Regions from separate parts of the Hordeum vulgare genome. Here region 2 is linked to region 1. The links are chromatin contacts, called in public Hi-C maps. All regions are on one chromosome and are shown on one strand. Each heading gives the region's core, a stretch centred on a gene start, on an enhancer-like site or on the middle of the called end of the contact. The rest is flanking DNA. Distances are from core to core; before and after follow the strand shown. Region 1 holds the start of LOC123428005 (serine carboxypeptidase-like). Region 2 has its middle 45 kb from the start of LOC123430936.

Region 1 (7,062 bases), core at 2,862-5,361:
ATTCAATACAATTATAGCATGGATAATAAACGATTATCTTGAAACAAGAAATATAATAATAACTATTTTATTATTGCATCTAGGGCATATTTCCAACACGGCCATGCCATGCCTCCTGTTCAGATTTTGTGTCTTGTCATGGAGGCGCAAATGGCCTCTGTTTGGGCGCCCCACGCCGTTAGGGCGAGGTGCCACCTAAAAGGTTCTGTCGGCATGGCGAGTTTGCACCATGTGGTCATGGTGACCATTGTCGGCGATGCGCGATGAGATCCTCTGGTCTCGGATCCAGCCGCCAGTTGGTCGATGGATTCATGTCGGCTAGCTGAAGATCGTGGGAGGGCATACTCCTCCAGGGAGCGTTGGAGAGCAACGTGAACGGCCATTTGCTCCTTTAGGCTGCAAGGGATGAGCTCCGAGTCCTCGGATCTGGACGTGTCATAGTCGGATCCGTGCTCCACAATGGATGAGAATGCCGGAGTTGGTCGGAGAAGAGCTTAGTAGTGCGGGAGGGGAGGGGAGGGGAGTGAAGTAAAATGCAACTAGTGTTTCGGCCGAAGTGCGGATATGGTCCATTTTATGTGGGTTCGGGTAGGCTAGCGTGAACCGATCCGATGTGGAGGACGTGCCTAGGTGCATCAGAGCATCCTTATATCCGTCTTAGATTTGGGTTGGATATGAAAAGTATCGATCAGTTCGGGCGTTTGAGCTGGCTATAAAAAGATCAATTAAGTGACATTTTTGCGTTTGAACACTAATCGGTAGCACACGTTCGGGGTGGTATAAGATACGGTTGTAGATGCTCTATGCTTGTTGGCTGGAGATTGACCAATGGCTAGCTGAACACTAGAAAAAAATGTTTTGGTAGGGAAAGAGTTTTGTTTTTTGAGATCCACTCCATCATTTTATTTATTCAAATGGAACATCTCTGATTGAACAGACTCAATCAGGAATTCAGGATTACATCCATAATACAAGAGTTGTGTAAAAAAAGATAAGAACACATCTACCTATAAACTTGGTCTCCGACAGACCTGCCATCTCCTTGATACCGCATAGTGTAAATGGACCGACAATCGTTTCCATGATCACATGGGACAGTGATCTATCCCTAGCTAGTTTCACAGCATCCCGACAAGCTAGGATTTCAGCTATAAAAGGGTCCTCCTTTGCTGGATATTTAGAGCATCTCGCAAATCAGAAGGACCCCGGTCATCTCGAGCCACCACTCCAGATCTTGTATCTCCCATCGCAGTTGAGTTTAACCCGATTCTCATGGGCTTTCCACAACTCCTTAGGGCATATTCTTTTGAGTAGCTCTATGCAAGTAAGCTGCTATAGAAATAAGCCCTAGATAAGCTGCTATAAAAATAAATCCATGAAAATAAGCTAGCCAGTTCTTTTCAGGTCTTTCCCCTCCAGCTAATTTGTGATACATGCAATGAAAAGTCTGAAATGCCACTGGACTTAATTTGTTTTTATTATTAAATGATGTTGAGTTCTGTTTTTTGTGTTTCTCGCCCATATCTATACCTAATAATAAAGCGGTTATTGCTTCCGTCGGAAAATCCACCGCGACATTTTTATAAAAAGCGCCTGTAATTTTTGTTATTCAACCCGCGCTCCATCATTTATCTGCAACGTAAAAGGAAAAAATGATTCGCTGCAAAAATTATACTCGTACGCATCGCCTCCTCCCGTTGACCCTGGACTACCCTGGCATGTGCCCAGGCCGCCACCACACCACTCGCCGCCGCGGCCGACCTTAACCGCCACCGCTGCCGATCTCAACCCACCCGCCTCCGCGGCCGTACCTCTCCCCGCTCACTGCCCCCGTTGCGGCGCTCGAGCGCATCGCGTCGACCCTGGTCCACCTTGGCCTGTGCCCAGGCCGCTGCCACACCACTCGCCGACGCGGCCGGCCTCAACCACCATTGTTGTCGATCTCCACCCACCCGCCTCTACGGCCGTACCTCTGCCCGCTTGCTGCCCCCGTTTCGGCGCTCGAGCACAGCTTCTGGATCAAATCAACGCGACAGCTACAGTGAATGGGGATGATGCGTCTGCTCGATGCAGAACGGCGGCGACGCGCGGATAAGGCGCGGTGGAGCGAAGTACTTGCAGGTGGAAGCGGGCCTCCATGGCTCACACGGGGAACTCCGAGGTTATGGCACGGCAATGACGACTCCTTATGGCCAGATAGAGGCGCCTAACCCTTGCTCCCCTCATCGTATCCTCTCCTCCGAAAGGAACTCATCATCTGGTGAGATCCCCTCCCCATGCCTCCAACCGTGTGCCAAGCACCGACAAGAAATTTTGTCTTGTGGGAATTTGTTTGCTGATGAATGAATGTATTGAATGTAAGATTGCATTGTTGTAGAGACAGAGAATGGAACACCAACTTCAGTTTGTCATCTGATCCCACATTCTCTACCCCATGAGTGAAATAAGATAACAATCCATTGATCAATTCACGTAGCATCTTTGTATTGCTTTGCTTGTTCCGCTCAATTTCTCATCATGGTGGAATTAACAATGAACGGGTTGATTTCTCAACAAAATAGGATAAGACTGACTACATTAGTTAGTTAGAGCATCTCCAACAGCCGCGCTTCGCGCCGCGCCCAAAAAATGCGTTTGCCGCACGCGCTTCGGCTGGTTTAGCGTGGGTTAGGCGCTGGCTCCAGCAGCCGTGCTATAATGCAGCGCGCGCGCCGCTCCAGCAGTGCCCAAAAATGCAGCGCGCGCACACCATTTTTTAATAAATAGATTGCATTAAAATAAAAAAGCATACAAAGTTATTTTACATAGATTGCAACTTGATAGGTAGTTCGGAAACATAGATAGATAATTCGGTGCTAGATAGTTCGAAAACATAAAAACTAATCCCAGTCGCTCCAATCATCTGCACCATCATCATCGTCGTGGGTGTCGTCAGAGGTTGACAGCCAGATGTCGAACCAACGCTCGTCTTCTTCAGTGAAGAAGGAGCTCCCGCCTGCATTGACGATGTCGGCCTACGCACTCGCCAATGCCTTCCGCCGACGCCTGTCCAACTGCTTCTCGCGGCGCCAGCGCGTGTCCTCCTCGCGGCGCCTTGCCTAATAACCCTACTCGTAGGCGACGTCCTCCGGGTGGCGCCGGCGCCACTCCGCCATGACCCGCTCGTCCTCCTGGGCGACGAGGAGGCGGCGCTGCCGCGCAGTGTGCTCCGCACGGTCTTGTGCGGAATTTACACGAGGCTGCGGGGCGACGTCTAACGCCTGCTGGAGCGTGTAGACGTCCTGGAAGTTCATTTGGTGGCGCGGCCTGCCTATGCGCCACGCCGCCGCGTCGAACGCGCGGGCGGCCTCGTGCGCCGTGTCGTACGTGCCAAGGCTAAGCCGGAGATCGCCGGAGCGTATCTCGGTGTAGAACCTACCGTTGGGGCGCTCGCGGACGCCACAGTAGCCCGACGCAGAACGGCGGCGCGGCGGCATGGTGGCGCGTCGGGGGCGGGGCGCTGGAGGGGTGGCGGCGCGCTGGAGCGGCGGCGGCGCGAGAGGTAGAGGGAGAGAGAGAGAGTGGAGCGGTGGCGGCGCGAGGGAGCGGCAGAGCTGCGTTTTTATAGGCGCGCGCGAAGCGACGCGTCAAAAATGGCGCGAGCTGCCGCCTTTTCGCGCGCGCGCAAGCACTTACCACGCGCGCTGTTTTCCCGCCGCCGCTGGAGCGCGCCATTCCGTCCCGCGCGCGCTAAACTGGCGGTTTACCGCGCGCGCCCCTTTTCGCGCGTGTGTTGGAGATGCTCTTAGCTTATTATTTTAATAAATCAAAATAATTATAAAAAGATTAAAAACATGTGATATTTTTTTTCTCCCGTTGCAACGCGTGGGCCCTTTTGCTAGTAAACATAAAATCGATTTATGAGATGACGACTGAAAATCTCATTCTTTGGAGCTAGGTGTCCCCTTGGGATATCAAGTGAAGCAAGGGGCAGAGTTGGAACTTGGAAACGCACCATGAGATGATGACTGAAAATCTAGAATCATCAGAAGCCGATGCACGTGGACGACGCGCACCCTCCCTTGTGCTCCTACTACGTGGTCAAAAGATGCCTTCGACCCTCTCTGACCGGTGGGCCCACCATCATCATCGTCGCCGCAGAAACCGGCCAAAAAGATCTACTCCTAGCAGTATCACTCCCACAACTCCGTCAGTTCAGGTCACCGCACCACCACCAGTCGCCATGGGACCCACTGGTCAGCCTCGAGCCCTCTTGCTTCTGCTCCTCGCCGCCGCTGCCGCCGCCGCCGCCGCGCCGGAGCACGAGGCCTTCCTCCGCCTCCCCTCCTCGGCGCGTTCCCTCGCCCCGAAGACCCCCCGCTCCGCCGGCGCCGACCTCATCCGCGCTCTCAACCTCCACCCCCGCGACGCCTTCCCCCGCCGCCCCGGCGGCGTCGGCAGCGGCGACGCTCTCCCGGCGGGAACCATCGTCGAGAGGCCGATCCGCCTCGCGTCCCTGGTCGCCGGAGACGACGGCGGCGGCAACACGTCGGTGAGCAACCTCGGGCACCACGCCGGGTACTACCGCCTCCCCACCACCCACGACGCCAGGTGAGCGAGCTCACTCGTCCAGTCTCCGGCCGGCCTCTTCCTTAGTACTGCCTTGCCCGTGAGGATCCTGTTCCCGTGTCTTGACATCTGCCACTCTTGCGTGTAGGCTCTTCTACTTCTTCTTCGAATCCAGGCGGCACAAGAAGGAGGACCCCGTGGTGATCTGGCTGACGGGTGGGCCCGGCTGCAGCAGCGAGCTTGCCCTCTTCTACGAGAATGGCCCCTTCCACATCGCGGACAACATGTCGCTGCTCTGGAATGAGTTTGGCTGGGATCAGGTATATTATATGTACAGGCAGTTTGCGTACTAATCAATCAATCTGTGTGATATATATTCTTCCTAGAGATTAATTGTTTAGAACCATGTATGTATAATCTTCTCTCTGTTTGGAATTGGATATTGGCTGCTGTAGGAGTCGAATCTTATCTATGTTGATCAGCCAACTGGGACTGGGTTCAGCTACAGCTCTGATTCGCACGATACCCGCCATAATGAAGCGGGCGTCAGCAACGACCTATATGACTTCCTGCAGGTAATTATAGTTGCTCCTATTCTGATAAATGAAGATAAGCCCTTGCTAGTTCACTACGAAGTATTATGGACTTGAAATATTTGGTATGCATTCCCAGTCGGTAAGCATATTTAGTAGGAAGTACACATGCATCATATGTGTTGTTAATGTGCTTCCTATTGTGGCGACAAGGTTAGTTATGCAAGAGTTGAGGTGAAACAGAGTGATTACCCTTATTTGTGAGTTGCAATAAAGATGCAAAAATGGCCTTCCGTGTTTTTTCTCATAAGTTCATTGTGTCTTTCTGCATGCGATTTTGAATTTTTGATAGGCCTTCTTCAAGGAGCACCCGGAGTATGTTGAAAACGATTTCTATATAACTGGGGAGTCATATGCTGGGCACTACATTCCTGCCTTTGCAACTAGGGTGTACAAGGGGAACAAGAACAATGAGGGCATTCACATCAATTTGAAGGTTTGGTCATCTCTTTCTGGGCTTATCCATACTGTTCTGTGTTATAAAGGTTTTTGTCGCTTGAATCCACCCTTGCTGTTCATTTTTCAGGGTTTTGCGATTGGTAATGGACTTACAGATCCAGCGATACAGTATAAGGCATACACCGATTATGCATTGGATATGGGTTTAATCACACAGTCAGAATTTAACAAGATCAATAAAGTTGTTCCTGTTTGTGAATTTGCTGTCAAGCTTTGTGGTAATTATTCCTAGACTCCTGGTTTGCTTGTGTGTAAATCTCTAGCATTGGTCAACTTGGCCTCTTGGAGGCACTGTTCATTAACATCATTCCTTGCCTTGTTGTGCCAATTTCTTTTCAAAACAAGAAAAGGCATAAGCCCAACTCTAACATACCTCATAACATGTATATATTGAACTTAATTTTATCTTATGTTTCAGGTACCTCTGGCACTGTATCTTGCCTTGCTGCCTATTTTGTATGCAATACAATATTCAGTTCCATCAGGTTGATAATCGGGAACAAAAATGTAGGGTAAAGGGTAAAATACAAAAGTTTATTTGGTTCTTCCTTATTTTTTGAAGTTTTCTGATTGATCACCTCATCTTTGCAGTATTATGACATCAGGAAGCCATGTGTGGGGAGCCTATGCTATGATTTTTCTAATTTGGAGAAGTTTCTCAATTTGAAATCTGTCAGACAGAGCCTAGGCGTTGGAGACATAGAGTTCGTCTCCTGCAGCCCAACTGTCTATCAGGCTATGCTCTTAGATTGGATGAGGAACCTTGAAGTTGGGATCCCTGAACTCCTTGAGAACGACATCAAAGTGCTGATTTATGCTGGAGAGTATGATCTCATATGCAACTGGCTAGGTGAGTGTGTTGCAACTTGCAACAGAAAACTCTTGAAAATTGTATGCTATAATTTGCTTCTGTTTTGTCCACACCACATATTTCATCTGACATTCTTCACGTTGAGAATCACATTTGCTACACTTTTGTCATGTGATACCTGTGCTATGCTTCCTTACAATTGTGATTCGTGCAAGAGATCCATTAAGAATTTAATGGACTTTAATATGTATCATACAACTTGAATCTTGATTGGTTCTGTAGTATGAAAATCGTATTGGAAGCACAGTTTAGAAATATATATCGGCGTACACTTACATAACGCAAGGCATAGTAGAGGTCATTTTGTCAAATCACAGAATGGGATAAAATCTACCTTCAATGCTTTTCATGTTATGTTGTGCATAATGGCAAATTGCATAGCCAGTGGATGAAATAAGTAGGACAATATATGGTTCAAAATGTGCTCCACTATTGGGTTTCCTGATTCTGGGTGTGCTTTTCCTGATGACATACATAATCTGTTGATGACATACATAATCTATTGATGACTTGGGCAGGGAACTCAAGATGGGTAGACTCTATGGAATGGTCTGGAAAGAAAGCTTTCGTGTCCTCAACTGAGAAACCCTT
Region 2 (7,062 bases), core at 2,912-5,411, 160 kb before region 1:
ACTCGGGTGCTACAAATCCGCTTTCCCCACCATGTTCTCTATTTTGGCTCACTTGTTTCTCTGTTTTGCGAGGATGTATTGAGCAAGCAGCCGTACAAATATCAACTTTGTCCATTCATTAAACCCTATTTCCCACAAGTTGCGGCAAATAGTCGGAGCTTCGCAAAGTCGCCCACGACTGGGCCAACCCGCTTTGTCTTTTTTTTTCTGTTTCCTCTTCTTTTTTAGTTTCTATTTTTATATTCATTTTCCTTCCTGTATAATTTTTATTCAATCTTTTGAAGTTTATTTTTCATTTTACGGTTTTGTTTTCAGAAGTCCATAATTTTTCAAAAATGTTCAGAAATTCAAATTTGAAAATTCCAAAATAGTGCTCATGTTGAAAAATCTTCGGAACTAACATTTTTTTTGTTCACATTTTTATTTGTTTCGAAATCTAGAAATATGCTCATTTTCCAAATAATGTTGTATGTTTCAAAATTATTCCTAGATTTAAAAAAATGTATGTATATTCTAATTTTGTGCAAAATTCGAAAATATTCATGTCTGTAAGAGATTTTCAGAAATTCAAAAAAAAGTTCGTATTTTTCTGAATAATTTGTTTCTATTATTATTCCATATGTTCAGAATATATTATCGTTTTCTAAAATTGTTCACAAATTCGAAAACTGTTTGGGTTTTCATAGTATTTCACACTTTCGAAAAAAGTCTAGAATTTGAAAAAGGTTCCTGTTTTCGATAATTTTTTGGAATTTTCAAAACATATTTGTAAATGTTCTTGTTCCAAAACATATTTGCATTTAAATATCATGTTTTAAATTTCAAAACATGTTTTAGATCTATGTATTTAATATGTCTTAGTTCACCGCGTTGGCTATGTAGACTCAAAAGCTCATGAGCTCGAGTGGCTAGCCGCGATTGTTCACAAGCGAGATGATCCTTGTCAAACACATAGCTTTTTTGGGGGTATTTTTTCACTGATTTGAATGGCAATTTTTTTCCCATTTGAAAAACTGTTCTTGGATAAAAAAAATACCCTTAAAAAATATAGATTAAAGTTGTTCTTGTTTTCAAAAATGTTGGAGTTCAATAAAAAATCATGAATTCCAAATATTCGTGTTTCAAAAAAAAATTATTCTAAAAAATTGTGTTTCAAATTTCAAACATATTTTAGATCTATTGCTTTTAATAGGTCTTATTTATGCGTGTTGAAAATGTAGACACCAAAGCTCGTGAGCTCAAGTGGCTACCTGCGATAACTCACCAACCGGACGGTCCTGGTTAGATCCCTGTCGAGCACATAGCTTGTTTTTGTATTTCTTGATTTATTTGAATGACACATTGTTGGGCCAGCTCAATTGGATCGCCCTTATGCGCCTCGTTGCTGTTGAACACAGCGGGAAATAGATTACATATGAAAAAAAACAAAGGGGGTATTGTTGCGACTTATTGATGGCATGATGGGTAATTACTATCAACTTCGAGATGGACTAAAAAAATTGGTGAAACGCACTGTTCTTTATTATTATTAGGCGTAAATTAGTCCATAAAATGGGTCCATTTCGACTAAAATGGTTTTATAAATGTTCGTTGAATTTTATTTTCTATAGTTTTTATGCGTCTTAATTCATATGAAGGACCTTCATTCGAATAAAAGAAACGAGAAAAGAGAAGTGGCAAATCTGCACTCGGGCTCACTTAGGCCCGAAGATGAAGAATAAAAACATAAAAATAAAGAAAATGTCAGATGAACCCGTGTATGGTGTCTGTGCAAAATTTGACGAGCTAGTGGGAAAAAGACAATTTTTGGGTGTCTGAGAAACATTAAAAAAATAGTCCGGAGTCGATTTTTTTTTGCCACGAGCTCCTCGAATGTCCAAAACCCCGAATTTGTTCCATGGACATCACACATTTGAGCATATTGAATGACAAAGAAAAATCAAATCATTTGAACTTTTCTCTGTTACTCCCTCCGCCCCAAAATTCTTGTCTTAGGTTTGTTAAGAAATGGGTGAATCTAAATACTAAAATGTGACTAGGTACATTCATATCTAGACAAATCTAAGGCAAGAATTTTGGAACGAAGGGAGTATTTATTTGTTTTACTATTCATTGGGTGTAGATTAGTCAAGCACCGTTTGGATTTATCGGGAGAGGGGCAATTTCAATGGGACTACCTCATACAAACAGAATTTCTAGCTTGGTGCCTGCCCCACGAAAATTTACAACTATTCTGTCCGTTCTTAAATATAAGTCTTTTTAATTTTTTTGCTATGAACTACATACATATGTATATAAACATATTTAAAAAAATAGATTTATTTATTTTGTTTTATATATAATCTCTATTAAAATTTCTGAAAGACTTATATTTAGAAACGAGTAGTAAGATGATCACAAGATGAGGCCGCATGCAAGAGACGGTGGGAGGTAGGTGGGGGGTATCGATCGACCTACACACTTTCGCGCGCAGTTGACTTGAAGCTTGAAAGTGATGACCAGATTATGTTAGATTATCTAGGGTTCGAGGATGAGGATTGGACAGGGTCAAATGATGCCCAGCCGAGGCTGACATTTTCACTTACTGTTTCAGTTTCCACGGACGAACCGATGGTCAAGGCCAAGCCCAATATTTTCGGCTCTCCTCCCCCAAGGTGGAAGTTTCAACGAAGTGGAACCGCTGAGCTGAGCTGAGCTGACCATGCAATTTTCCCCCTTCCCGGAAGAAACTACTCCTACCGTACGTCCGTGGTCAAATCTGTCTGAAGAAACTAGTATACGTACGCCAGCTCGTGCAGATTAAACGCGAAAGCGAAACAACGGTCAAACCAGATAACCAATTGATTGCTGCCACTAGAATAGCTGAGAGAAATTGATTGCTACCAAATCGTGGCAGCGACTAGTACTTTTATTCTGAGAGAGATTTCAAATTCATAGTAGCACTCAGGTAGACGCCAGCTCCCGATTTGTTTCATTATCTGGACACAATCAATCCGCCGGAGGTTGACGGGAGAACCTAAAGAATCCACATAGCCGGGCCGGCCGGCTGCCGCATAGTGTGTGTGACAGAGAAACACGATTCCGGCGACTTTCTTAGCTTAAATATCGCTGGTTCCGTCCGTCTGATACGTTCTCACAGCATATGCCGTTCGCTGTCACACTTGAACAAGTCCTGTGTATATGGTCCAATCACGAACCGTTTTCCCCCAACATTCAAGGATCGAGGCGAAGGTGGAAACCACAAGAGGTTACGTTGACTAATTCAGAGATCTCCCAAAAAGGTCACAAGTTAAGGTTTTACGGTCACCTTACAATTCTATATCTATCCAACTAATGTACTGTGACAGTTAATTAAATGGCCTGTTGTTTTCCCACCACATTGTGTTTCCAAAATCACGTGAATCAAACATGGTATCCTCGGTTAACCGGCGAGGGAGGCCGTCATTGAGAAAAATAGCGCGATATAGCATCACTAATAGCACGTTAAATAAAATCAGTATACAATGTCCCAGTTAATACGCTATAGTGTGATATATTACATATCAAAATTTTCAGGTTGACACTATTTCTCTATAGCGAGCTATTTTCGGATATTCAATTCGGTGATGAGGCTCATTTGCATCCCACGAATAGTATATTAAAAATACTAAAAATTCAAAATATTATAAATATTTTTAGATGGAAGATGTTCCAATGCATGATATTTGTGCTAAATTTCAGCTTGTTCGGACATGTAAGGAGTTTATGGCAAAAAAGACAAAGTTGTTCAAAACAGTACGATAAACAATAAACTATTTTTACATCCCAAAATTTGTCTTTTTTGCTGGAACTTAGTGTGGTTCGGAGTATCCATGATAACTTCCAGTACTCCGCAACATAGCTTGGAAAATGCATCGCTTGAGAAATCCCATCCTGCTATTCAACCTCGACATTAAAAAGGCTTTCGACTCGGTCAGATGAGACTATCTCCTTGACTGCTCACTCGCCGTGGTTTTACTGTTACATTCAGTGATATGCTTGCTGCTTTGCTGCGATCCTCTTCTTCCAGGATTCTGCTCAACGGGGTGCCATCCAAGCCTATCAAGCATGGGAGGGGCCTTCGACAGGGAGAACCCCTGTCTCCCCTCATTTTCGTACATTATCTGGACACAATCAATCTGCTGGAGGTTGACGGGAGAGCGTAAAGAATCCACACGTACGCAGCCGGGCCGGCCGGCTGCCGCATAGCGTATGTGACAGAGAAACGCGATTCCGACGACTTTCTTAGCTTCAATATCGCTGGTTCCGTCTGTCTGATACGTTCTCACAGCATATGCCGTTCGCTGTCACACTTGAACAAGTCCTGTGTACATGGTCCAATCACGAACCGTTTTCCCCCAACATTCAAGGATCGAGGCGAAGGTGGAAACCGCAAGAGGTTACGTTGACTAATTCAGAGATCTCCCGACAAGGTCACAAGTTAAGGTTTTACGGTCACCTTACAATTCTACTAGATCGTTGATGGCGCGCGTTGCCGCGCCCATTCATTTTTTAAATAAACTGATAGAAAATTTGGAAAATACATTAGTTAAGAAAAACAAATAAATTATGCATAAGACAGATCCATATATTTTCGTACCATCCATAGTATGGGAAGTTGAAAATATATGGGAAAACTAAATTGATCAATCGTATTATAAAAATATATTGAGATAAATAATCAGACCATCAAGAAAAGAAAATCTTAGTCAACTAAGGCCCTGTTTGGAACCATAATAGATTATGATAATCTGGATTATGAAGATAAATTATATAATCTGGTTTATAAAAATAATCTAGGTGAACATGTTTGGAGGCCAGATTATATTACATTGCATAATGACCTGTCTACCCTCTGTTTTTTTTTAAAAAGGTGGGTAGCGGTGGTAGAAATGTTATTATCTTCAACTTTACAAGGGTAATGGGTCATTAGCAATCCATAAACTGATTTTAGCTGGTATAGAGTAGATTATGAGTTTTTAATAATCTATCCATCTAGTTTTTATAATCTACACTATAAGTTGTCTCGTTTGGAAACATAATAGATCATAAAAACTGGATTATATAATCTAGGTGGTTCCATCCAGGGCCTAAATGTAGATGATTTGTAGCCTATGTACTTGGGATTGAAACAATGTATATCAGAATGTGATGACAAGTATTGATATTGATAAGGAACCGGACCCAGGTAGATCGTACGTGCTGGTCATAAATGTGTATCTGCTATAGCAATTCTTTTTTACACATTAACACCGGCAAGAGTCATTTCACCCGATACTAATGGTTAATGGCATCAACGGGAGAATATTTGGCACGGTAGAAGCATTTGATATTTGAAAGGAAAAGTTATAAAGCCTTGATAGCGGAGCATGTGTGATAAATAGGTAGCAGAGTAAATTGTTGATGAGCTGTACATGAAGTGTCCTACGATCCTCTTCATTCTGATTTGGATTATTTGATGGTTCTAACTATTTCTTCTCCTTCCCGGTATTTTCTGAAATCACGCTTTCTCGATTTCTAATGCGCATATATGTCCTTCATTCTACTGCTCTAGAACTCCATGTAAAGAAATATCATACTTTCCATTGTCAAGAAACTTTATAGCTTCCCACGATAACAAAATATAGACTAATCTAAAGGCATTAGAAGCTGGGTTGCATTCAGTTTTGAAATCACGAATATCAAGATGTGCAAGTTCAGGGAAATACTTAGTAAAGGAAAACAAAGTTGTGACTTCATACCAGCAAAGAAATTCCTAGCTGGGGATGCGTAAGTAGACAATCTTTGCAATTGCCTTAACAATCCATAAAATTGCCTTAACACTTCCTGTGATCACACAACTAAAACAATATCCTATGAGAAGGCTTAAATGATAATAACTCCCTGCTAATGATGTACTATTAAAATAACCAGAGTAGAAGCTGGGTGTTACGTGCTCAAGAAGAGCATGATGCCGTGAACCAATGCCCTAAGCAGTTAGAGCATCATAAGCGGCAAATACATTCGATCTCTTATTTTGTATTCCTGGAGATGTGTGGGAGAGCAGTTACAGAATAGGTCATAGTCCTAACCTGTCTTTACAGTCATCATATAAAAATACAGAAACAGAGGGCATGGGTAAAATGGGAGATGTATCTGAAACAATCGTATGAAAAAAAGCTCTGCAAAAAAGTAGGCAAATGGAGAACAATTCATGTCCACCACAAGCAGCAGTTAGTCTGACAAAAGCGCACGTCAAGTTTCATCGCCATGATTTCGCCGCCGCATATCCCGAGACAGGCTGATCAATGAGGAATTGTGATGGCAGAGTGGGTGCAGCAGGCCATCGAAGCAACTGGCATCGCCCCATCACTGTCGCTCAAGGGCCTTGCCTCCCTCCCGCGTCAGATACCCTCGCGAGCGTCGCCTCTGCTTGTGCCCCAACCGCACCACGCCGCCGCATCCTGCCTGCATCGACTACCTCGTCTGGATCCCTAGAGTGAGTCATTTTTTTACGACTGAAGCGAGTCAGCGACAGATTGCTCTGTAAATGGGCTTTCAATACCAGCCGAAGCCCAATCAACCACATCGCTTAGAAAAAGTCACGAGAGTGGCGGCCCCTTAGGACAGGAGGCCCAGATCGCGGAAACTTGCGCTGGAACGGTGATCTCACGGCCAGGAACGATTTGAAAGCAAAATCCGACGGTCGATATCACTCAGTACGTGAGAGAGCTCGGTTTGGGTGCGGTTTTACTGTCCTAAATATCTATCCAACTAATGTACTGTGACAGTTAATTAAATGGCCTGTTGTTTTCCCACCACATTGTGTTTCTAAAATCACGTGAATCAAAGATGGTATCCTAAGTTAACCGGCGAGGGAGGTCGTCGGAGCATCTCCAACAGCTCATCAAAGGGTCGTCTATATGCCTTCCAACAGTTTGTTTATATGACAATATAAATTTACACATCATCTAAATCGCGTTCAAGAACGTCCAGCCCTGGACGATGTGAACCTGCCGTCCATAGCCCAACAGAACGCCGGGTTCCTTCTTTGCGCCGAGAGGA

The links. Hi-C and Micro-C count contacts between places; a contact is called where the count stands out from the background.
Region 2: a contact with region 1 is called in a Hi-C map of leaf, with 5 times the contacts expected there. The contact joins the enhancer-like site here to the promoter of LOC123428005 in region 1. A contact is called at or near these places in 2 of 6 Hi-C or Micro-C datasets (leaf and seedling).

The regions. Positions count from the first base shown.
Region 1 is chr2H:624,397,035-624,404,096 of MorexV3_pseudomolecules_assembly, reverse strand. LOC123428005 (serine carboxypeptidase-like) reads left to right here and starts at 4,111. Exons shown (of 9, transcript XM_045112148.1): 1 at 4,111-4,590; 2 at 4,697-4,868; 3 at 5,004-5,123; 4 at 5,434-5,577; 5 at 5,668-5,818; 6 at 6,019-6,107; 7 at 6,192-6,450; 8 at 6,990-7,062. The coding sequence starts at 4,223.
Region 2 is chr2H:624,557,145-624,564,206 of MorexV3_pseudomolecules_assembly, reverse strand. No RefSeq gene overlaps it. Among protein-coding and RNA genes, the nearest start is that of LOC123430936, 45 kb to the right of the region's middle. Within about 2 kb of position 4,161, at least 1 of the 3 cell types and tissues checked has open chromatin away from gene starts, as enhancers often do. A contact at or near this core is called in leaf, where this site is marked.